Linked DNA regions of Mus musculus: region 1 is linked to region 2. Evidence: chromatin contacts called from public HiChIP or PLAC-seq data. All regions are on one chromosome and are shown on one strand. Each heading gives the region's core, a stretch centred on a gene start, on an enhancer-like site or on the middle of the called end of the contact. The rest is flanking DNA. Distances are from core to core; before and after follow the strand shown. Region 1 has its middle 38 kb from the start of Gm31753. Region 2 holds the start of Hsd11b1 (hydroxysteroid 11-beta dehydrogenase 1).

Region 1 (5,370 bases), core at 1,857-4,356, 200 kb after region 2:
GGTGGATTCCATGTGGATACCATGGGATTACCGTGTGTTTTAGGGTGAAAGTTGTATGTGCAGAGAGGGTAATGAATGCCAAACTTGTCTGTTTAGCTGCAGGGTTTCTTATTTTTCTTTTCTTCAGGGTTTTTTTTCCCCCACAGGATGAAGCTGGCTTTGAAGGGCAAGGGCAGGAACTATTACTCATGTCTCAATGTCCACTTCAGAGTCAGCTGACTGCCTAGGACCCTGAACTCAGGGTCCTAAATGCTTGGCTAGGTCCTTGCCATTGTCTTACCCTCTGGGCTGGCTGCACTGAGTCTTGGGGTTCTGCTCTCATGGTGGGAGTTTATGAAGCAATTCCAAGCTCAGAGAAATAAAATGGGATAGATGGTCAGCAGGCTTTCCAGAATCGGGAAACATCTGATCTATCACGTGACTACTTTAAGCTGTTGAGGATAGGTACCCTGCTGTTGGGCATTTCCCCGAGGATGAAGGATGGCTTTCTAGTGCAGAGTCACTGCATTGAGAGGTGTGATGCATGCCCAGTGCTGGGCTCATACATCGTGGAAATTCAGATGCTCTTTCATCACCACAGGTGAGTAGAGAAATGTACAATCACAGCCCTTAAAGTCAGAAGAAAGGAGACAGCTGCGCTTTCCCCAGGGATCCAGAGACATCCAGAGCCAGGCAGTGTGCGAGGCTGCTAATTAGACTGCAGAGTCTTCTGCTGGAGGAGTCTCAGGGTAATTCCTTACATGGTTTGACTGAGTCTCAGGACATACCTGGCCATGCAGATCATAAGGATTGATGGAACTGTCATTACTACCCTGTCACATCTTCACTCTTTCCTGCTCTGTGATTGGCTTGAGCCTGGTGACTGAGGCAGAAACTACACTCAGGCTGATTAGGTGATGAGGCTATTCTATTGTCTGGCTTTAAAAAGAAGAAGAAAACAAACAAAAACCAGATCTTAAGATTTCCAAGTTGTCTATTCCACCCAACATCAGCTTCAGCAATCTTTGTAAGAAATCTCAACTCAGAAAAGTCCTGATCTGCTAGGAAAGGCTAGATGCCATTGTCTGAGCTGAAGCAAGAGGCAGTTGTCCCCAGCCTTCCTGCTTTGGTCACAGAGAGTGCTATACCCTGACCCCCATCTCAGCTCTGCTGCTTGCCTCTCCATATGCCCCATGAACTTAGTATTTGGCTTCAGCTACCGCACCAGTGTTGAGGAGGCCAATTCGTTCAACAAGTGAGTAGAGCATCTATCGCAGTCGGGTGCTCTGATGGATGTGGATAATGATGATGCCTACTTATTGGGTACTTGGGCAAAAATTAAATACAACAAGGGCAAGTGGGATGCTGAGGGACATGCCCGGTGAGTGAGACACATTTAGCTGAAAGTTACACTCACCCTCAAGTCCTCGGATTGTGGACATCTTTATAAGAACATAATGGAATCCAAGGGTCAAAAAAACTCAATCAACCACACCCTGGCTGTGGAGGATCACTGGATTGTGCACCCAGATCTAGAGCTGGAAATCCATCTCTAATGTCAGCTGTGGATGCTTGAGCCCTTCTCGGTGTTTCTGAACTTCTTAAAATGAGGATGAAGATGTCTGCCCTAAAGAGCTCTGCAAAGTATCAAGGTTATATATGTAAAAGTCTACCCCAGTCCCCAGAACACAGCAACCTGTTAATAAAGAGGTTGTTAGTAGAAGTAGGCTGTTTTTTAAAGAACTTTTCAGTGCAATGTGCATGCGTTATAACATAAGTAATTAAGGAGCCCAGAGGAACACGTGCATAGAGTTGATCCTTGACAGATCTCTTGCTGCTGTTTTGCATAAAAGGAACAGAGAGGCTGCAGATATGGGTCAGCTGTACGGTGCCTGCCAAGCACATGTGTGAGGTCCTGAGTTTGATGGCCAGTGCCACAGACTTTAAAAATGACAGAGGAGTGGGAGGGGCCAACGCTGTTGGTGAGTTTTAATGTCAACTTGGCACAAAGTAGTATCAGCTGAGTAGAGAGCATCTCCTGAATCTCTGTCCTGATGGCCTTAACTGATGCAGGAAGACCCAACCTCTCATTGTGGGAAGCGCTTTGTGGTAGCAGCCCAGATAAAAAAGTGAGTGAGACACATTTAGCTGAAAGTTACAGTCACCCTCAAGTCCTCGGATTGTGGACATCTTTATAATATGACCTTTTGGACATTTGGCTTTCCCTCCTGCCACCAGGTTGATCTAACTGCTGCTGCTGCTTTTTCTTTGCATGACATCAGAACTACTGTTTCCAGGCTTCAGTTATGGACTAAGGACCAGCAGCTCTCCAGGTTTTTGGCTCCATATTGGGGGACTACTGAGACCCCCAACTTCACAGACTGAACAGCGACAGGGTTGTTGGCTTCCTCAGTAAAACAACTGTAGGACTTCCCTGACTGCTGAGGCTCTGAGCCTCAAGGACCAAGCAACCACGGGGTTCTCAGCTCATCAGGTGTGTTTCAGATGTTACTCTCTTGGCATAAGCTAACTTCATAGTCTATGCATCCCTCTGGTCCTGTTTGCTTAGGGAACACTAACTAGTACGTAGATAAAACACACAGGGAGCTGAGAAGGGCTCTGTGTGGCTGCAAGAACAGAGCAACTCGAGGCTGGAGAATTTGGAAATGTGACCAAAGATTCTTAGACACATAGACATAAAGACTCAAAGACACTTAGAGATTTTCTTTGAAAAAAAAAAAAAAAAGCAGCATTGGTGAATCCCATGGTTTCCACTTCCTGGTTCAGGCTGCCTTCTCTGAGCCCTTCACCTCACCACAGTTGCTCAGCTCAATGGTACCCTGTAGCTCTAAAACTATTAGATGAAACCCTTGATTTTGGAGTGTTGAGTCTAGAGAGAGTCAGTGCAGCATGCTCTGCCTGGCTGCCAGCTCTGCCCAAAGGAAGATAGCTATGACCTCCTTGACAGAGGTAAGGTTCTCAAGTGTTTGGCTTCCAGGACTTCTAGGAGGGACAGCATCCCTACAGGTGGTATAGTAAGGTTGACAAGGGTGATCCTACCTGGTAGTTTCCCTGGGAAGAAGGTAAAGGCCTGAGCAAGCAAGCGCCCCCTGCAGGCCAGAGCTGAGAAGTGTCAGGTGGGTTCTGCTCCTTAGGCATTTCCTGACTGCCTTGCTGGTCTGCCTTGCTGGATAGCCTGGCATCCTTCCCTTTGAGATTTTAGCACTGCTATTAACTTGTCATTGGTTTTTCCTTTCACTTTAATTACTCCTGCTCAGCAGATGTGGGGATCAAGGCACAGCTAACTTCAAAATTGTGTCTCTTATTCCTAAGTGGCTGTTTCATCTTATTCTGCAAGCAAAAGTCACATTGTTGGTGTAGCATTTTCAAGGAGCCCAGCTTTCTTCCTCAGCATAGTGTAGGGAGCTGTTTTCTTTGCTCCTTCTGGGAGGGTATGAGGGATGTCACAGTTACATTCCCCAGAGTGCAGGGATGCTCACAGGAAGCAGCCCTATCATTGGCAGAATCTCTCTCTCTCTTAGGAATTCATCATCTTCCTTGTGGTAGTATAGAAACAAGATGAAGTCAGCTAGCATCAAGTCTTGGATGTTGGCTTCAAGCTGCCAGAGCCCATGGAGTCTCCTACCTCACAGCTTAGCCCTGTCCTCCATGGGAGCCCAGTTGGTGAAAGCCTACATTCTGCCCACAGGAGACTCAGGAAGTCTGCTTTGTAGAATAACCCTGTGGTGTGTTTTCTCATGCCAGCTGTTCTTTATCTCAGTTAAAGTGAAGTGTACAGGGCACAGGGCTTTCATGGAGTGTCTTGGTGGTGGAGGAGACCATTTCAGACTCACAGGAAGGTGGCTGCAGGGTCTGCAGCTTCTAGCAGCTTGACATTTATCTGGTTTTCCTGTGCATGATCCCTGAGTGGAAAGAGGATGAGGTTCTCCGAGTTTTATGATGGACACAGGGTCTTTCTCTTCTAAGGTCTATGGTCCAGTGCTTCTGTTATTACCGGCCCTTCTTCCCTGGCTGACTCTTCACAGCTCCTTGAGGACCCGGTCTGTACATAATCTTTGCTCATACACTGTTTTTAGAGTGTAGGACCTCTCGTGTAGGCTTTCAGTGGCAATAATATTAATAGGTAATTACAAAGTCAGAGTTGGTAGTTTGACCTTCACTGTTTCATTTTGTGCTTTCTGAGAGTGGATATAATTGATGTCCATAGATAAAGAAATGAGAAAGGTCAAAGTGCATTAGCAGAGGTCCCACAGGTAAACAAACAAACAAACAAACAAACAAAAACCAAGTGTAAGTCTGAGTCCAACTTGGCAAGGCCAATGATCCAATCACAAAACCCTGTGCATCTAGGCCAAACCCGGCTTCTGCTCCAGGCCTCCAGGCTGCCTGCTGACTGAGTCCTGGCCATGTTTTCACTCTTGAGCATGGTGGCTTCACTGACTTCCTCATCTTGATCATGGAGAGAGGGCAGAAGAGAGCATTCAAGGAGCTTACAAATGCAGCTGAAAGCTTCCACACTAGAGCTGGCAGCCTGATAATCTGTTTGGCCTGTGATATTAATTCTTATTTTCATTTCATTATAAAGTATTCATGCACTTAGGAGCAACCCTTTCAAAAGGGAATTCCTCATTTGAGCAGCAGAGTAATAGAACTTCCCCATTTCTCCTGAGGATGCTGTGGACCTGTTCGACTTCTTGCTGCACAGAATGGAAACAGACTAGTTTTATTTGGTGGTTGTCCTAGGACAGTGGCGTCGAGTCTCTGGGTATCTCTAGTACTCTTTCAGGATATATGTGAGATCAAAGCACGTTCTAAAACGAAGACATGTTTTTATTTATAGTGGCATTCTCATGGTAGATGGTTGGTGCATATATTGTGAAAAAGCAAAAAAAATTGTTGGTAGTTTAGTATAAACCAAACAATACACAAATGAAGGACTCATGTTCTTAACCACCTGACCGTTGCTGTTTTATTTTCGTTGTTGTTTTAAGATTGACTGAGCTGGGGAGTCGCTTACCCTACATGCACTAAGCCCTGGGTTCAACTCCTACCATTGCATAAAACATAGCCATGTGGTGGCACATGCCTGTGACACCATTACTTGGGAGATAGAGGCAGGGAAACAAAAATTCAAGGCCATCCTCCATCACAAGCTAGGCTCCATGGGATCCTAGCCCCAAAATAAACAAACAAGCAACAATAAAAACTCAAACAACAACAACAAGAAAACAAAGTTAGTTTCCCTTAAGACTTCCTTTATGATTAAAAACTATTTTGTCTAACAATATAAGAATGATTTCACGGATTCCTCTGCTGCTCATCAAAGCACCATGAACAGCTGCCTGTATGGGTGTATGATGGCTTCTGTGG
Region 2 (4,977 bases), core at 1,994-4,493:
ATAGACCAGACTGGCCTGAAACTTTTTATGTAGACCAGACTAGTCTTGCACTGAGAGTCCTGCCTGCCTTTTCCTTCCAAGTGATGGGATTAAAAGGTCATGTATCACCAAGCTCAGCCTAAATTTCACTTTGAATGCTACAAATTGATATTTAGAAAAATACCCTTAGTATACACTGTTATCACTGCCCCTGCTCCCGCAGTATTGGGGACTATTAACTCCGTTGGGTGTTGGTTAGGCAATGTTGACTAGGCAATGACTCTAGCACTACACCCTACCCTAGAGCAGCAGTTCTCAACCTGTGGGGCTCGACCCCTTTGGGGGTCGTATGATACTTTCACAGGGGTAGGCTATCAGGTATCCTGCATATCAGATATTTACATTATGATTCCTAACAGTAGCAAATTTATAGTTGTGAAGTAGCAATGAAATAAAGTTATGGTTGGGGGTCACCACAACATGAGGAGTGGTATTAAAGGGCACCAGTACCAGGAAGGCTGAGAACCCTAGAGCGAGTTTCCTCTCCATTGTTATGTTTTAGATCCCTTTTCCCAGCCAACCACCCTGCTGTGTGTCCGTAAGTTATTCGATTTTTATTTCTGCTTTTGGATCCAATGATGCACTGCCCTGTGGCTCTTAGTTATGATGGAAACAGCGTCTTTTCTGTTCATTATGACCAGGTCACTCTTGTGAAAAGACCGGAACTGGCTACGCCTCAGCAGCTTTTCCTATCCCTATCCTCTCCCAGGCATGGCTCACACACCAGGTTTCCCACGGGCATCCCGGGCTGTTGATTTTTGTTTGTTCTCTTAGGAGATTTTATAGTCCTGCTTTGACCAAGCCTGACTTTTTGGGGGCCATTAGTTCCTCTCAGTTTCTCTTTCTCTTAACATTCATGTCCCTTCCTCACCGAGTGTACATCCCAAGTCCCTGATGAGTGAACCTGTCTGTGTATTACTGGCTTCTGTGTAATATCACCATGAGCATTTTAATGTGCGTGCAGTGTGTCTTTCCTGTATGGAAACCTAACTCGAACTTGTGCCCAGCACAGAGTCCAGCATAGCCCTAGCCTTATTCTTTTCTCCACTTCTATCCTGACCCCTGCTCCACTCACCAGCCAAGGAGGAGATGACGGCAATGCTGCCATTGCTCTGCTTCAGCATGGGCAAGGCGGCTGTGCTCATGACCACGTAGCTGAGGAAGTTGACCTCCATGACTCTTCGCACAGAGTGGATGTCGTCATGGAAGAGAGACAGCGAGGTCTGAGTGATGTGGTTTAGAATAAGCATGTCCAGTCCGCCTGCAAAGAGATAGATGCGCTGACTTGGAAGACCACCGGGAGCCAGTCCTGTCCCCTTTCCCTCCTGAAAGATCTTAACCCAGAGAAGCAAAGGAGAGGGGAAGCCTTACCCATGAGCTTTCCCGCCTTGACAATAAATTGCTCCGCAAATGTCATGTCTTCCATAGTGCCAGCAATGTAGTGAGCAGAGGCTGCTCCGAGTTCAAGGCAGCGAGACACTACCTACAGAGACATAGCGGAGATGGTGGTCATCTTGGTCGTAGGCTTTCATGTGCAGTGTTTGGGGTAACTGGGGTTTAAATGAAAGTTTGTTCCAGAGCTCTGTGTGTGTGTGGGGGGGGAGTGTCTAGTATTCTCAGATGATGCCAGGTGGTGGTGGCACATACCTTTGATCCCAGCACTCAGAAGGCAAAGGTGGGCAGATCTTTGGCCCTCAAGGCCAGATTGGTATATATATATATCTTTAGATGATCATTGTCCTCTGAAATATATTAATTGGATAAATCATCATTGTGTGAGAGTTTAAGTCTATTGTTTATCTCTGCAGGGTTTATAAACAAATGTTTCCAAATGCATTGTGGGTGTGGGTGCTTGTTTCTATGTGGGTAGATCGGAGTTTGAGTGTTGTATGACCTAGGGCTCTCAAACTTGTGAGACTATGGGGCATGCCAACATAAATAAATGCATGAGCAGATACAGGAACCCCAGTCTCTGAATACATGTATCTGCACAAGGGCAATGTGTATGAACAGGTACAACTATGAACATACACAGTCAAAGAACTCTGTGGCTACCAACACCAAACACATGCAAGTGTGTGTGTGTGTGTGTGTGTGTGTGTGTGTGTGTATTGGGTGGGGGGGCAAGACTTTGTACATTAAGTGTGAGACTATAAGGGGGACACAGAACACTCACCTTCTGGAGACCTTCCTCCGACCTGGCAGTCAATACCACATGGGCTCCCATTTTTGACAGATGATATGCCATTTCTCTTCCAATCCCTTTGCTGGCCCCAGTGACAATCACTTTCTTTCCCTGGAGCATTTCTGGGGAACCACAGAAGCCGTGAGTGTCCCCAAAGCCTTGTCTTGCTTTCCATACTTAGAGGTTGTGAGCCCAGATCATTTTATCTCATGCTGTAACCACTGAAGCTGCACTTGCGGTTATTCATAAACAGGCTCTCAAACATGGGTTTGGCCTGGATGTCCAGAGCCGAGCCATCCTGCTATCATTTCTAAAAATCTCCACACGCAGAGATCATAGAGACAAGGCCAGAGAGGTCAGAGTTTGGTGAAAGTACCCAAGTTCAACCCTTTTGTCATAATCTAATTTTGCTAACTTGAAAGGGAATTTAAAAGAGCATCACAAAATGTGTTCACAGAGATTTCAGCCCATCTACTTAGTCATCAACTTCATAACCCTTTTTTTTTTTTTTTTTGATTCTCGGCTATCAGTATCTCCATGGAACACAGCTATCTGGATGAGCCCTGTGTCTGGGTACTACCTTCCCTTCTGTAGATCTGACATCACTTTCCATGCTGTAGGTCCAGCAAAGCATGACCTCCTTGGCTGTAAGGCTCACCCCCTCCCAGTCCTCTCCTGCCCACAGTCTGTGGCTGGAGGATACAGGGTTACAGATTCAACATTAGGGTTTGAATCAGTGATGTAGGGATCAAGAACACAGCTAGAACTTTAGGAACATTCCAGCACCTCTGTGTTTTAAGCCTGTTTCTCCAAATGAGACACAGTGGTACTCACCTGGTCTGAACTCTTCATTTGTAGAATAGTAGTAGTAGGCCAGGAAGAGCACCAGGATCGGGAGGAGGTAATTTTTCATAACTGCCATCAAACAGGGACCTGGCTCAGGGCGCCCTGTAGGACACACGAAGAAAACCTGCAGAGCTTTCTACAACCTCCCAGGCAGGCAGCAGCCTCTGAATTGTGACATCAGGGACGGGGGAGGCTGGAGTAGTCTCAGGCAGCACTAGCCAACTTCCCTGTCAGAGCAACGATTGGCTTTGGGTGGGATCCCATTCGTCCCTGGCAGCCTGCGTGGTGGATTTCATAATGGACAATGTTTACTCCATTTCATTGAGTAAGAGGCAACTTCCAGATGGCCAGGCTCATGACTGTGCAGGGCTGGGTTCCTGAGCATCTCCTACTGCGACATCCTTTGCACACGGCAGAATGGCCTTGCAAGAATGGCTTGTCAGGGAGGGAGGGGGAGAGGGCAGAGCAAGGGAGGGAAGGAGGAAGGGAGAAAGAGAGGGAGGGAGGGAGAGAAAGAGAGACAGAGACAGAGATACACACAGAGAGAAACAGCACCTAAGAACCCCTGAGCATGTGGGGCTTTGGGGAAATATGAATGATATCAAATAGAGCTAAACTCAAGCCAAATCTCACCCTTGGCCCCACTCCCCAGTCAGAAGCAATTAAAAATAAGAACACAAAACAGCAAAATAAGCTCAAGGGAAAAAAAATGTGCATGTCTTAGGAGAAAAAAGAATAAAGCAAACAAGCCATATAAGCCCCACACTCCAGTTCAATGAAAAAGCATTACAACATCAAAGAGAAGTTGCAACCCAGCCAGACCCAGATGGCGGGAAACCCAAGCTCAGTTCAAGACTCTCAGGCAAGTGCAAGGGAGCTCACCCTTATTACTTTAACAGAGAATGAAGAAGGAACAATGGGCCCCAAAACGGGAAGAAAGGCAGCAGGTTGTTAAACTGGGTTATGCAAATGCTGTGGAGCAGCGAGGAACAGAAGAGGATGCTGAGAAAAGGAGGCCAGACTAGAAGATCTAGACCATCTTTGGCTATAGCCACACTGCTCGCTCATAAGCTGCAGTGCTAACCTTTTGACCTCTACTTTGAGTCTGGGTCTCAGTTAAGTTGATCAGGCTTGCCTGGAACTTGCTCTGTAGCCTCAGACTTGCGATCCTCCTGCCTCAGCCTCCCAAAGAGTTGGGATTCCATACCTGTTGCCATAAAGTTCCAAGGGATGTACTTGAAGTAAAACTAGCATAGAGCATCCAAGTCCCAGGTAAAAAACGATCCAACAGGAGCATCAAGACAAGAGACACTCTAGCAATTAAAAATGTGTCGTTATGACAAGGCAGAAATAATCACCTTCTTTTATGTGTAGCAAGATTTTATTAAAGAATAATCCTCAAAGAGTTAAAGACACACCACAGTTAAGTTTTTCAGCTTAAAACTTGCCACCCGTGTCATGAAAATCACCCAGAACAAAGCCAATCCTGAACTGTGAGTAACTGCAGAGCATGTAGAGAAGCTGGAATGTCAAGAATGAGTGTCTGGCCTATGAGGAGAGATTGGGGATCAACGATGGGAAAGATCTGAATCATTCAGAGTTTGGAGAAACCAAATTATGACCCTAAAACAGTCTCTGGAAAGATCCGGTGACTTTTTACTTCAGAGAAAATAATTTAAGGCCCAGAGGAGACGAAACAATTTGTCAACAAAGGCCACAGCTGTGAGGGTTGCTTCCAGAAGACAATAATGGTTTGAGAACAGCAGAGAGCTGGAGCCGAGGGCGCAGATGACAAAAATAGAAAGGCTGCAATGTAAGTGGGAGGTGCAGCCATGTTGTCAAGACTGGCAGCATCTGAGTATTCTCAGAAAAGCTTTTATGCTACCAAGACACATGACAGACAGGAC

The links. HiChIP or PLAC-seq counts read pairs in DNA pulled down with a chosen protein or histone mark.
Region 1: a contact with region 2 is called in a BATF HiChIP or PLAC-seq map of CD8 T cells, with 6 read pairs. The contact joins the enhancer-like site here to the promoter of Hsd11b1 in region 2. A contact is called at or near these places in 18 of 484 Hi-C or Micro-C datasets (the G1E-ER4 cell line, the P5424 cell line, Th1 cells and 10 more), 1 of 115 datasets of contacts at active chromatin or transcription factors (CD8 T cells) and 2 of 9 other capture datasets (adipose tissue and pancreatic islet).

The regions. Positions count from the first base shown.
Region 1 is chr1:193,437,620-193,442,989 of GRCm38.p6, forward strand. No RefSeq gene overlaps it. Among named protein-coding and RNA genes, the nearest start is that of Gm31753, 38 kb to the right of the region's middle. Within about 2 kb of position 3,107, at least 6 of the 459 cell types and tissues checked have an H3K27ac peak or open chromatin away from gene starts, as enhancers often do. A contact at or near this core is called in CD8 T cells, the P5424 cell line and uterus, where this site is marked.
Region 2 is chr1:193,239,117-193,244,093 of GRCm38.p6, forward strand. Hsd11b1 (hydroxysteroid 11-beta dehydrogenase 1) reads right to left here and starts at 3,244. Exons shown (of 6, transcript NM_001044751.1): 1 at 3,059-3,244; 2 at 2,216-2,346; 3 at 1,411-1,522; 4 at 1,115-1,300. The coding sequence starts at 3,146.